2 separate regions of the Mus musculus genome follow, and region 2 is linked to region 1. The links are chromatin contacts, called in public HiChIP or PLAC-seq maps. All regions are on one chromosome and are shown on one strand. Each heading gives the region's core, a stretch centred on a gene start, on an enhancer-like site or on the middle of the called end of the contact. The rest is flanking DNA. Distances are from core to core; before and after follow the strand shown.

Region 1 (4,557 bases), core at 830-3,329:
AAAAAAAAAAGGAGTCTGGGGAGATGGCTCAGTGGTTAAGAGCCCTTGCCTTTCTTCCAGATCTGTAGTTCCTAGCACCTAAATTAGACAGTCGACAATACTCCTGTAATCCCTGCCTCAAGGAATCTGATGCCCTCTTCTGGCCTCTACAGGCACTGCATGCATGGCGCACACAGATATACACACAGACATAAAAGTCTGTACAGGGGAACTGAGAGCCTTGAGTTAATTTAAATAAGCTGAGAACTGACATTAGTTAATGCTTTGAGGAAAGAGGACCACAGAATGTTGACATTGGTTTAACTTGTTTAGGCTTCTTTGAACAAAGAAGAAAGACACTCAAACGTTTAAGTTTTCTCTCTGCAAAGACAGTTTTGCAATGTTAAAATAATTTTTTTCTACCAAATATTTCAAGTAAACCGAAGAAACAAATATTTTTAGTTGTAAGGTTATACCAGAAAATAAATGTCGATATTTAAAGTGTTGTAGGAGCATAAATATCCACATATACAAAATATATTATGTTGCATTCAAATATAAAATCAAATTAAACCTTTGTACTGTGTTTGAAGCCTAGTGTGTGTGTGTGTGTGTGTGTGTGTGTGGTGTGGGTCTCGTACATGCTAGGGGAACACCCCGTCACTGAGTTTCATCCGTCTTCAGCTTATTCTCTGTCTTTCTGTCTCTCTTCATGTCTCTGTATCTTTCAGCTCTCTCGATTGAATTTTCTTCCCTTCTTTCTTCTTTTTTACTTTACCAAAACAAACAAACATTTAAGTGTAAAGGTAAAATACCAGGTATTTTACTTTAGAAAAATTTCCCCCAAGAATCATTGTGTATTTTGTTTGTTTGAGACAGGGTCTTATTATGTTGCCCAGGTTGGTCTCAAATTTTTGATTCTTTGCCTCAGCCGCCTAAGTGCTGGGACTAAAGGATGCATTCCACTGTCTGGCTTTTAGTACTTCCCCCCCCCCCCCGCCCCCGACTTACTCCACTGGTGCTCTCTCTCTTTCCATCCTGCCCCACCGTGTGTGTGTGTGTGTGTGTGTGTGTGTGTGTGTGTGTGTGTGTGTGTGTGAATGCAGAAGTCTGGGGAGGATGTTGGGTATCCTGCTTTACTAAATGCTCTCTGCCTTATTCCTTTGAGATGGGGTCTTTTACTCTCCTAGTTTGGGTTACTTTTGAAATGATGAAGCACTATGACCAAAAACAAGTTAGGGAGGAAAGGGTTTATTTGACTTACACTTCTACATTGTAGTCCATACCTAGAAGAAGTCAGGACCAGAACTCAAACAAGGCTTGAACCTGGAGGCAGGAGCTGATGCAGTGGCCATGGAGGGGTGTTGCTTACTGGCTTGTTTTCCATGGTTAATTTCATGGTTAATTTCAGTCTAATTTCTTATCGAACCCAGGACCACCTGGCACTATCACAGTGGGCTGGGCCCTTCCCCGTCAATCACAGATTAAGAAAATGTCCTACAGGGGCTGGAGAAATAGCTCTCAATGGTTAGGAACACTGCCTGTTTCTCTAGAGGACCCAGGTTCAATTCTCAGCACCTACATGGGCAGTTTACAACTTGTGTATCGCAAGTACTCTTACCTACTGAGCCATCTCTCTGTCCCTTCATTGGTCTCTTACTACTCTTTATAGATGGCCAGTGACAATTGGTAGATTGGCCAGTGACAGACAAAGCTAAGTGTTAACTAAATTTCATTTTTCCCTTTTCTCTGGGTAAAAGGGAAGCTGATATCTTCTAGTCACTTTTATTGTAATGTCAAAGCTGCAAGCCTGGCTTTTGGCCAGATATGGGATAAAGTGATATGAGCCAGTTTAGGATAGATTTTTCATGGTCTTGGCTATTTCCCTTACCAATGTGACCTTGGAAGGCACAGGCAGGGAGGTACTATTTGCAAGAGAAAAGGGGCCAGATACCACCATTAGAATATTGTTCCCCTGGGGAGATATCTGAAATGTCTCAAATTACCTCCTGAGGTGCTTTGAATGAGAATAGCTCATACATTTGAATGCCTGAGCTCTAATTGGTGGAACTGTTTGAGAAGGGTTAGGGCGTGTGTCATTGGGGACACTTTAGTAGACACCATTGGTGGGAACCTTGAGATCAGGGCAGTCAGTCATGGAAAGGGATGATGGGACTCACAGGGCGCTGCCCTTTATTTCTGATCTGATGGATTCTGGGACAGAAATCACTGTATTAAATTTTGCACACTCTGTTGAGCCCACCAGACTCAAACAGATAACTCCAAACCCATGGTCACACAGTTTAATCTCAGTGGGTCACAAATAAAACAAATAGGCGTGAACATGAGCGATCTGTGAGGAGAAGGGTGACAGGGAGAAAGTAATGGGCAAGAGAGGGTGTGAGTGGTGTAGGTTAAGATTTCTCCATATCTACTCTATTGAGGGTTCTTAAATTCTTTAACCTCCCTTCTAGCTCACCAACCACGGGAAGTAGTAGAAAGGAAAGGCTAATAGGGCAAAGGGGGATGTGGGCGTGGTTAGCAATAGTTCTTTAGGGCGATTCCAGTCTGTGTTGTCAGGGCATCAGCAGTTCAGTCCACACAAATCAGCAGCCGCAGCTCGATCCACTTCAAACCACCGTGAATCGGCAACGGCAGTTCAATCCAGAAGAAGTCGCCGAGGCTCTGCCAATAGGCTGGAGTCTGAAGAAGTAGCAAGGAGCTGCCAGAATATCACGAGAAGTTCTTTGGTGCACTTCTCTCTATAAAGTCACAGCAAACAGGGATCAGCGAAGAAAGTGAGCTGAACCAATGCCCGCAACATCATCTGTGAATCAGCAAAGTCCATCAGAGATCGGCATAGAGTGGCAAGGCAAACCAATGTCTAAACATCATGGGTTCAGTCCCAGCACCCACAGGCAGCTAGCTCACAACCATTTGTAACTCTAGTTTCAGGGGATCTGATAACTTCTGACCTCCATAGGTATATATACATACCTACATACATACACGTAGTCTGGAACATATACATACACATAAAAATTAAAATGTAGGGTCATGACTTAATGGCAGAGTGCTTTCCTAACATTCACAAGGCCCTGGATTTGATCCTCAGCAGATCTTAAAAGGGAGAAATGTGCCTACAAAGGTCATGGGAAGGATTTTTATAATTATGTATTATATTTATTTCTCTATTTTGAGTGGGAGTGGGTGTATGTGTGTAGATCAGAGGAGGACTTTTGGAAGTCATTGCATTTTGGTAATTAGGCTTGATAGCAGTTGCCTTTACCTATTGAGTCATCTCGTTGGTCCTAATTATTCTTTTTTTTTTTTTTACAAGAAGTATCAAAATTAATTTTGATGCTAATTTTTAAACTTTTGGAATTTTTTTGAGAAAAAAAAATCCTTTTATTGTACTACCTGTTTAATAGAACTATTACTTTTTGTGTTTTGTGATTTCTTTCTTTTTTCTTTTTCCCTTTTGGAGACAGGCAGGCTGACTTTGAGTTTGCTATGCTCTGGTCCTCCTGCCTTCACTTTCCAGGTAAGGGGAGCTTGGGAAGGCCACACCACCACAGGGCTCTTCACTTTCCTGAGTGCTTGACTTGCAATCCGGATGTGTCTTTCCATGTTCTAACACAGCCTTCCGAAACATACTTTGAATGGCTGCATCACAGTTCCTTTAGGGGGATAAATACTTTACCTCCCTAGTCATTTATCTCACTTGAAACTCCCTGTCTTAGTCAGGGTTTCTATTCCTGGACAAAACATCATGACCAAGAAGCAAGTTGGGAAGGAAAGGGTTTATTCAGCTTACACTTCCACACTGCTGTTCATCACCAAAGGAAGTCAGGACTGGGACAAGCAGGTCAGGAAGAAGGAGCTGATTCAGAGGCCACGGAGGGATGTTCCCGGAGGGATGTTCCTTACTGGCTTGCTTCCCCTGGCTTGCTCAGCCTGCTCTCTCTCTCTTTTTTTTTTTAAAGATTTTATTTATTTATTATACATAAGTACACTGTAGCTGCCTTCAGATCTCATTATGGGTGGTTGTGAGCCACCATGTGGTTGCTGGGATTTGAACTCAGGACCTCCAGAAGAGCAGTCAGTGCTCTTAACTGCTGAGCCATCTCACCAGCCCCCAGCCTGCTCTCTTATAGAACCAAGACTACCAGCCCAGAGATGGTCCCACCCACAAGGGGCCTTTCCCCCTTGATCACTAATTGAGAAAATGCCTTACAGCTGGATCTCATGGAGGCATTTCCTCAACTGAAGCTCCTTTCTCTGTGGTAACTCTGGCTGTGTCAAGTTGACACAAAACTAGCCAGTACAATTGACCCCTTGTCAACTTGACACACAAACACATCACTGGTAAGCCTCAACCTTTAGTTTCTTATTCATCCCCAAGATCTAAATAACTTTAAAACTCCCACAGTCTTTACAAATTCTCTTTACAATTAAAAGTCTCTTAACTGTGGGCTTCACTAAAAAACTTCCTTCAAGAGGGAAAAATATCAGGGCACAGTCACAATCAAAAGCTAAGAAAGTAAGGGAAGAAAATGCCTTACAGTTGGATCTCAT
Region 2 (4,952 bases), core at 554-3,053, 230 kb before region 1:
CTTTTTCAAAATTCCTCTCATTCCTTGCTGCTCCCCGCACCCCAACCAGCCACACGTATGTTACAGGCGGTGGGCCAAAAATAAAAAGAAACCTGCATTTGGAGCCATGTGTGGCAGTTTGCCAGGTCTCTTTTGCTCTCTCCACTTCCTCCCACTGAGCGGGGAGTTGAGGAACGCCGACTTCTAGACAGGAAGTAGACAATCTCTCGAAATCTCACACAACTGTGCTTCTGGAGCCGGTCGGTGGGTGGCGCTCGAGAGACAGCCACTATTCTAAGTAACTGGTTTCCAACAAAATTGACCACTCCTACTCTGAAGTTTTGCCTTGTGTCCACTTGTTTCCACTGTATGGAAGCTCAGTCGGTGATAGTGGACTCGTCTGGCGTATATGAAGCTGTGGACTCATTGTCTAGCACCGGGGAAGGGAAATCAGACATGCTGCCAAGGATATAGAAAGAAATGCGGTCTCTGCTGATTGTCAGAAGGACGTACACAATCCACTAATGAGCTGTTGCCTTGCACAAAACAATGGTGTTCCCCCTGTAGACCTCTGGAAGGCCCACCTAAGGATGGCCTAATCAGGGCCAGCATTTCTTATACCGTATGGGGGAATAGCCACTAGATGCCGAGTCACACTCTTTGTTAGTCCCTAGCCAGCCTGCTTTCTGATGAAACACTTCATTCATGGGGCTCACAGGGTAAAAGGTGCAGGCCACCAAGCCACACAGGCAACCTTAGCCGAATCCTCAGAACCTTCCTAGTGGAAGGAGAAATTTATGTCTCCAAAAAACTGTTCTTTTACCTCTACTCCCAAGCCATGCTATGTTCGAACACTTCTACACAAACACACAAAATTATTTTTAATGTAACAAAAACTTTAAAAACAAACCCCCAAACCACCCCATCCTCTCATGGAAAACTTAGCTGAACTCTGGAATCTGTCTGTGAAGTTAATGGCAGACAAGCAGACACATTTTGTGGAGCACCCCTGGACAGGGGTTGGGGATACACAAATCCCAGCTTCAGGCCTGCCCCCCCCCCCCCGAAATGTAGCCAGTCAGGGAGCAAACAATTCAGAAACATGAAGTCCGACTTCTGGGTGGAGGTTAGACTCTTTATCTTGAGATTCATCAGTGGAAAATAAGATGTTTAACACTTAAATCTGGACATGCCTATGACAAGCGCCGTTGATCTTGAAAGACCCACAACGTGAGGACTCCCCCACGTTCTGACTCAGGAGGGGCGACACCCCAAAATCACCCACGAGAAACGGTCTTGCTGCAAATTGCAAGAGGATTTTTATTCAAGAGCGCTCTCGGGCCCACGGTCATACACCACGCAGGGGTAGAGGACCGTGGCGCCCCGAGTAGCTGAGTAAGGGGGTATTTAAAGGAAAAAAAACACAACTCAAGGAGGTGGGAAGGGCGTTGTTGGAAAATACCAAAAATACCAGATAAGAGTCACAAGGAAGTACAAAGTCACAGGTGTCACAAGGAATACCTGGTAATTGTTAACTCTCAAGACAGTTTCTAAGAGCCTCTAACAATAGCACATTTGCATTGCAGTATTCATTCAAAGAAAGTCAAGGTGACTTTCTTTGAATGAATACTCCTTGAACTCAGGAAGTGGGTGGGTGGAGGAATGTCACTATCTGTTTTATGATTAGCATACCTTGGAGCACTGAGTTTACTACTCTTTCAATCTCAATCACTCAACAGTAAATTTGGTACCTTCTGTAGGCTCTGCCTTCTGAGCAGAGTCCTGCCTTTCTCACCCCTTGGTGCCTGGGCCCTGGGGCATTCAATTTTCTGCCAATTGGCCTGAAAGGTGGCCTAAGACAGAGAGAGCTGGAAAGCAGGCCTGAAACTGTGTGTACCTAACTCCCACTGGCTCTGAAGCCAAGGAGGATGTGGGGATGGTACATCTACAGCCAGACAGCTCAGGGAAGGAGCACACATCACACAGGCCCCCCCACCTCCATCACATACATACACACCAGGTACAAGATTCATAATTAGCAACTACAAAGGAAAACTTAGGCACAGGGTGAGCTTCCCAAGGCCTCGGGCACCAGTCGGTGATATCCATCTGCTAAGCAGACGATCCAGGCTTCAGAACAGAATTAAGAGGGCCGGTCCACTCCGAATTTAAGGGTGAACTCTTCTGCCTTCTTCCTGAACATCTCCGGGTTCTGAGTCAGGAGGTCAGCAAGTTCCAGACGCACAGGCTCTTCCAGATTCGGTTTACTCACCAGCACATTGAGGGCCTCCAAGACTGGGGGAGAGGACAGAGAAGGGCATCAGGACCAAGGAGAACCATGGGAGGAGGTAAGGTCTACTCATCTCCAGATTCTCCTGAAGCCCCACAATCATCCTCAGAGTACCACAAGAGCATACCATCACTTAGGATGGCTCCACAGCCAAAGCAGGTGTCCCTCTCATTCTTGACGGGTGAGGTTGAAACCCTGACTCATCCTCTCCTTTTATACAGGGTCTTACTATGAAACCCAGGCTGCACTTGAAGCCAAGTTCCTCTGCCTCCCATGTGCTAGGATTACCAACGCGTGCCACCATACCTGTCCCATGGTGTTCAAACGACTATTTGCCGTGCTTCAAAGAAGCTCCCCGTGAGATGAACGGGATTCGTGATCCTCATTTTTACGCTTTCTTTTTTACTTATTCTTCCCTCATACAATACATCCAGACTGCAGCCTCCCATTTGTCCCGTCCACCCAGCCCCCCTACACGCCTTCCCTCTCTCCCAGATCCACTGCTCCTCAGTTTTCCTTCAGAAAAGAGCAGGCCTCCCCATGATAGCAACCAAACATGGCCTAACAAGATGTAACACAAATCCTCATAGCAAGGTTGGACGAAGCAACCTAGTAGGAGGAAAAGGATCCCATGAGCGGGCAAAAGAGTCAGAGACTCCCCCACTCCCATTGTTAGGGGTCCCATAAAAACCCCTTGCTAAACAACCACAGCACATGTTTGCAAAGGGCTTGGTGCAGACCCATGCAGGGATTGCAGCAGCATCCTTTTACACGATCAAGAGGCTTGCTACATGTCCTAGGGTTTCCGTGACTGTGATGAAAGACCATGGCCAAAATCAACCTGTTGAGGAAAGGGCTTATTTAGCTAACAACTCTCAGGTCACACTCCATCATTGAGGGAAGTCAGGACAGGAACTGAAGCAGAGTCCACAAGGGAGCACTGCCTCCTGGCTTGTTGTTGGCACCGCCCACAGTGGGCAGACCTTCTCACAGTAATCTTTACTCAAGAAAATGCCAGACAGGGCTGGAGAGATGGCTCAGTGATTAAGAGCACAGACTGCTCTCCCAGAGATCCTGAGTTCAATCCCCAGAAACCACATGGTGGTTCACAGTCATCTCTAATGGAATCCGATGTCCTCTTCTGGTGTGTGTCTGAAGACAGCTACAGTGTACTCATATGAATAAAAGAAAATGTCAGACAGACAGACTTACCCACAGGCATTTTTCTCAATGATTCTAGCTCCTGGTAAGCTAACATAAAACTAACCAGCACACTATACCTGCTACATTTAAATATACACTCTACCCATTGGCTCCTGTAGGTCCTTCACCTAAGCTTCAGTGTCTCGGTTTATTCCACCAGGCTAATGGGAACACCACCTCACACCACCTCACACCAACTCACACCACCTCACACCATCTCACAGGATGAGATGATAGTCTTCTTATGCCCACCTCCTCCCTCTGAGGCCAAGCTCGCCCTCTCGCCCTCTCGCCCTCTCCCTCTCCCTCTCCCTCTCCCTCTCCCTCTCCCTCTCCCTCTCCCTCTCCCTCTCCCTCTCCCCTCCCCTCCCCTCCCCTCCCCTCCCCTCCCCTCCCCTCCCCTCCTCTCCTCTCCTCTTCTCTTCTCTTCCAGACACACAAACACACACACCATAGCTAAGTGTCTACATCACGCCTACGAGAATATGCTGACCATCCAGTGTATCAGGAAGCATCTTTCCATCCAACAGGGGTTCATCTCACACTAACATTTAAACATGTCACTCCGACTTGTTTATTTCTTAAATGCATTTACTGGGGATGGGATGGGTAGGTAGCTCATCAGTTAACAGTACTGCAGCTCTTTTTAGACGAACTGCGTTTGATTCCCAGCATCCACCTCACTTGAGTTAATGTCCATAACTCAAGTCCCAGGGTTCCAATACCCTTTCCTGGCCTTTACAGGCACTAGACACGCACATGGTACACAGACAGACATGCAGACAAAAAAATATCCTTAACTGCTGAGCCATCTCTCCAGCCTCAAGAATGAACATTTTATTTACTTGCGTGTGTGTGTGTGTGTGTGTGTGTGTGTGTGTGTGTGTGTGGTCACACGGATGCTACAGATCTTGTGGAAAGGGCAGAGGACAACTCCACTTTGGGATCTGTGGATCACACCAGGTTTAGGCTTGCTCAGTGAGCCTTTTCATCAGCTAAATCATCTTACCCTTGAAGATGACCTTGAACTTCTTACCCTCCTGCTTCCACTTCCCAAGTGTTGAGATCCCAAGTGTGGATAATCACACCCAGTTTATGTGGTGTGAGTGACTGAACCTAAGACCTTACGTAGATAAGGAAAGCATCAAATTACACGCTGAGTTACACCCCCTTCCCTGTCTCTTCTCCTTTAAGCCTTTAAATCAAAATAAGCATACAACAACCCGATCCAATAGCCCCCTTCTAGATCGGCCCCTCTTCTGAGAGGGCAAGGCCCGCCCTACCTTGATAAGGCTTGGTGTAAGGCTTCCAGTTCTCATTGCTGATGAGGGGCAGGCACACCAGACCATCCTCCCTGACGTTGGGGTGGTAGATCTTGGTGGTGAATCTCAAAGTGGGAGGCTTGAATGGATACTCCCTGGGGAAATCAATCCGCACTTGGAAGGCTTTGAGGCCATAGGGAAGCTGGTCCTGATCAAAG

The links. HiChIP or PLAC-seq counts read pairs in DNA pulled down with a chosen protein or histone mark.
Region 2: a contact with region 1 is called in an H3K27ac HiChIP or PLAC-seq map of embryonic stem cells, with 9 read pairs. The contact joins two enhancer-like sites. A contact is called at or near these places in 2 of 39 promoter capture datasets (cranial neural crest and erythroid cells), 1 of 484 Hi-C or Micro-C datasets (embryonic stem cells), 2 of 115 datasets of contacts at active chromatin or transcription factors (both in embryonic stem cells) and 1 of 9 other capture datasets (adipose tissue).

What each region holds. Positions count from the first base shown.
Region 1 is chr2:84,576,958-84,581,514 of GRCm38.p6, reverse strand. No RefSeq gene overlaps it. Among named protein-coding and RNA genes, the nearest start is that of Ctnnd1, 72 kb to the left of the region's middle. Within about 2 kb of position 2,079, at least 5 of the 459 cell types and tissues checked have an H3K27ac peak or open chromatin away from gene starts, as enhancers often do. A contact at or near this core is called in embryonic stem cells, where this site is marked.
Region 2 is chr2:84,806,327-84,811,278 of GRCm38.p6, reverse strand. Ube2l6 (ubiquitin-conjugating enzyme E2L 6) reads right to left here. Exons shown (of 4, transcript NM_019949.2): 3 at 4,756-4,942; 4 at 1,276-2,274. The coding sequence ends at 2,123. Smtnl1 (smoothelin-like 1) reads left to right here. Exons shown (of 8, transcript NM_024230.2): 8 at 1-103. Among named protein-coding and RNA genes, the nearest start is that of Ube2l6, 10 kb to the right of the region's middle. Within about 2 kb of position 1,803, at least 19 of the 459 cell types and tissues checked have an H3K27ac peak or open chromatin away from gene starts, as enhancers often do. A contact at or near this core is called in embryonic stem cells, where this site is marked.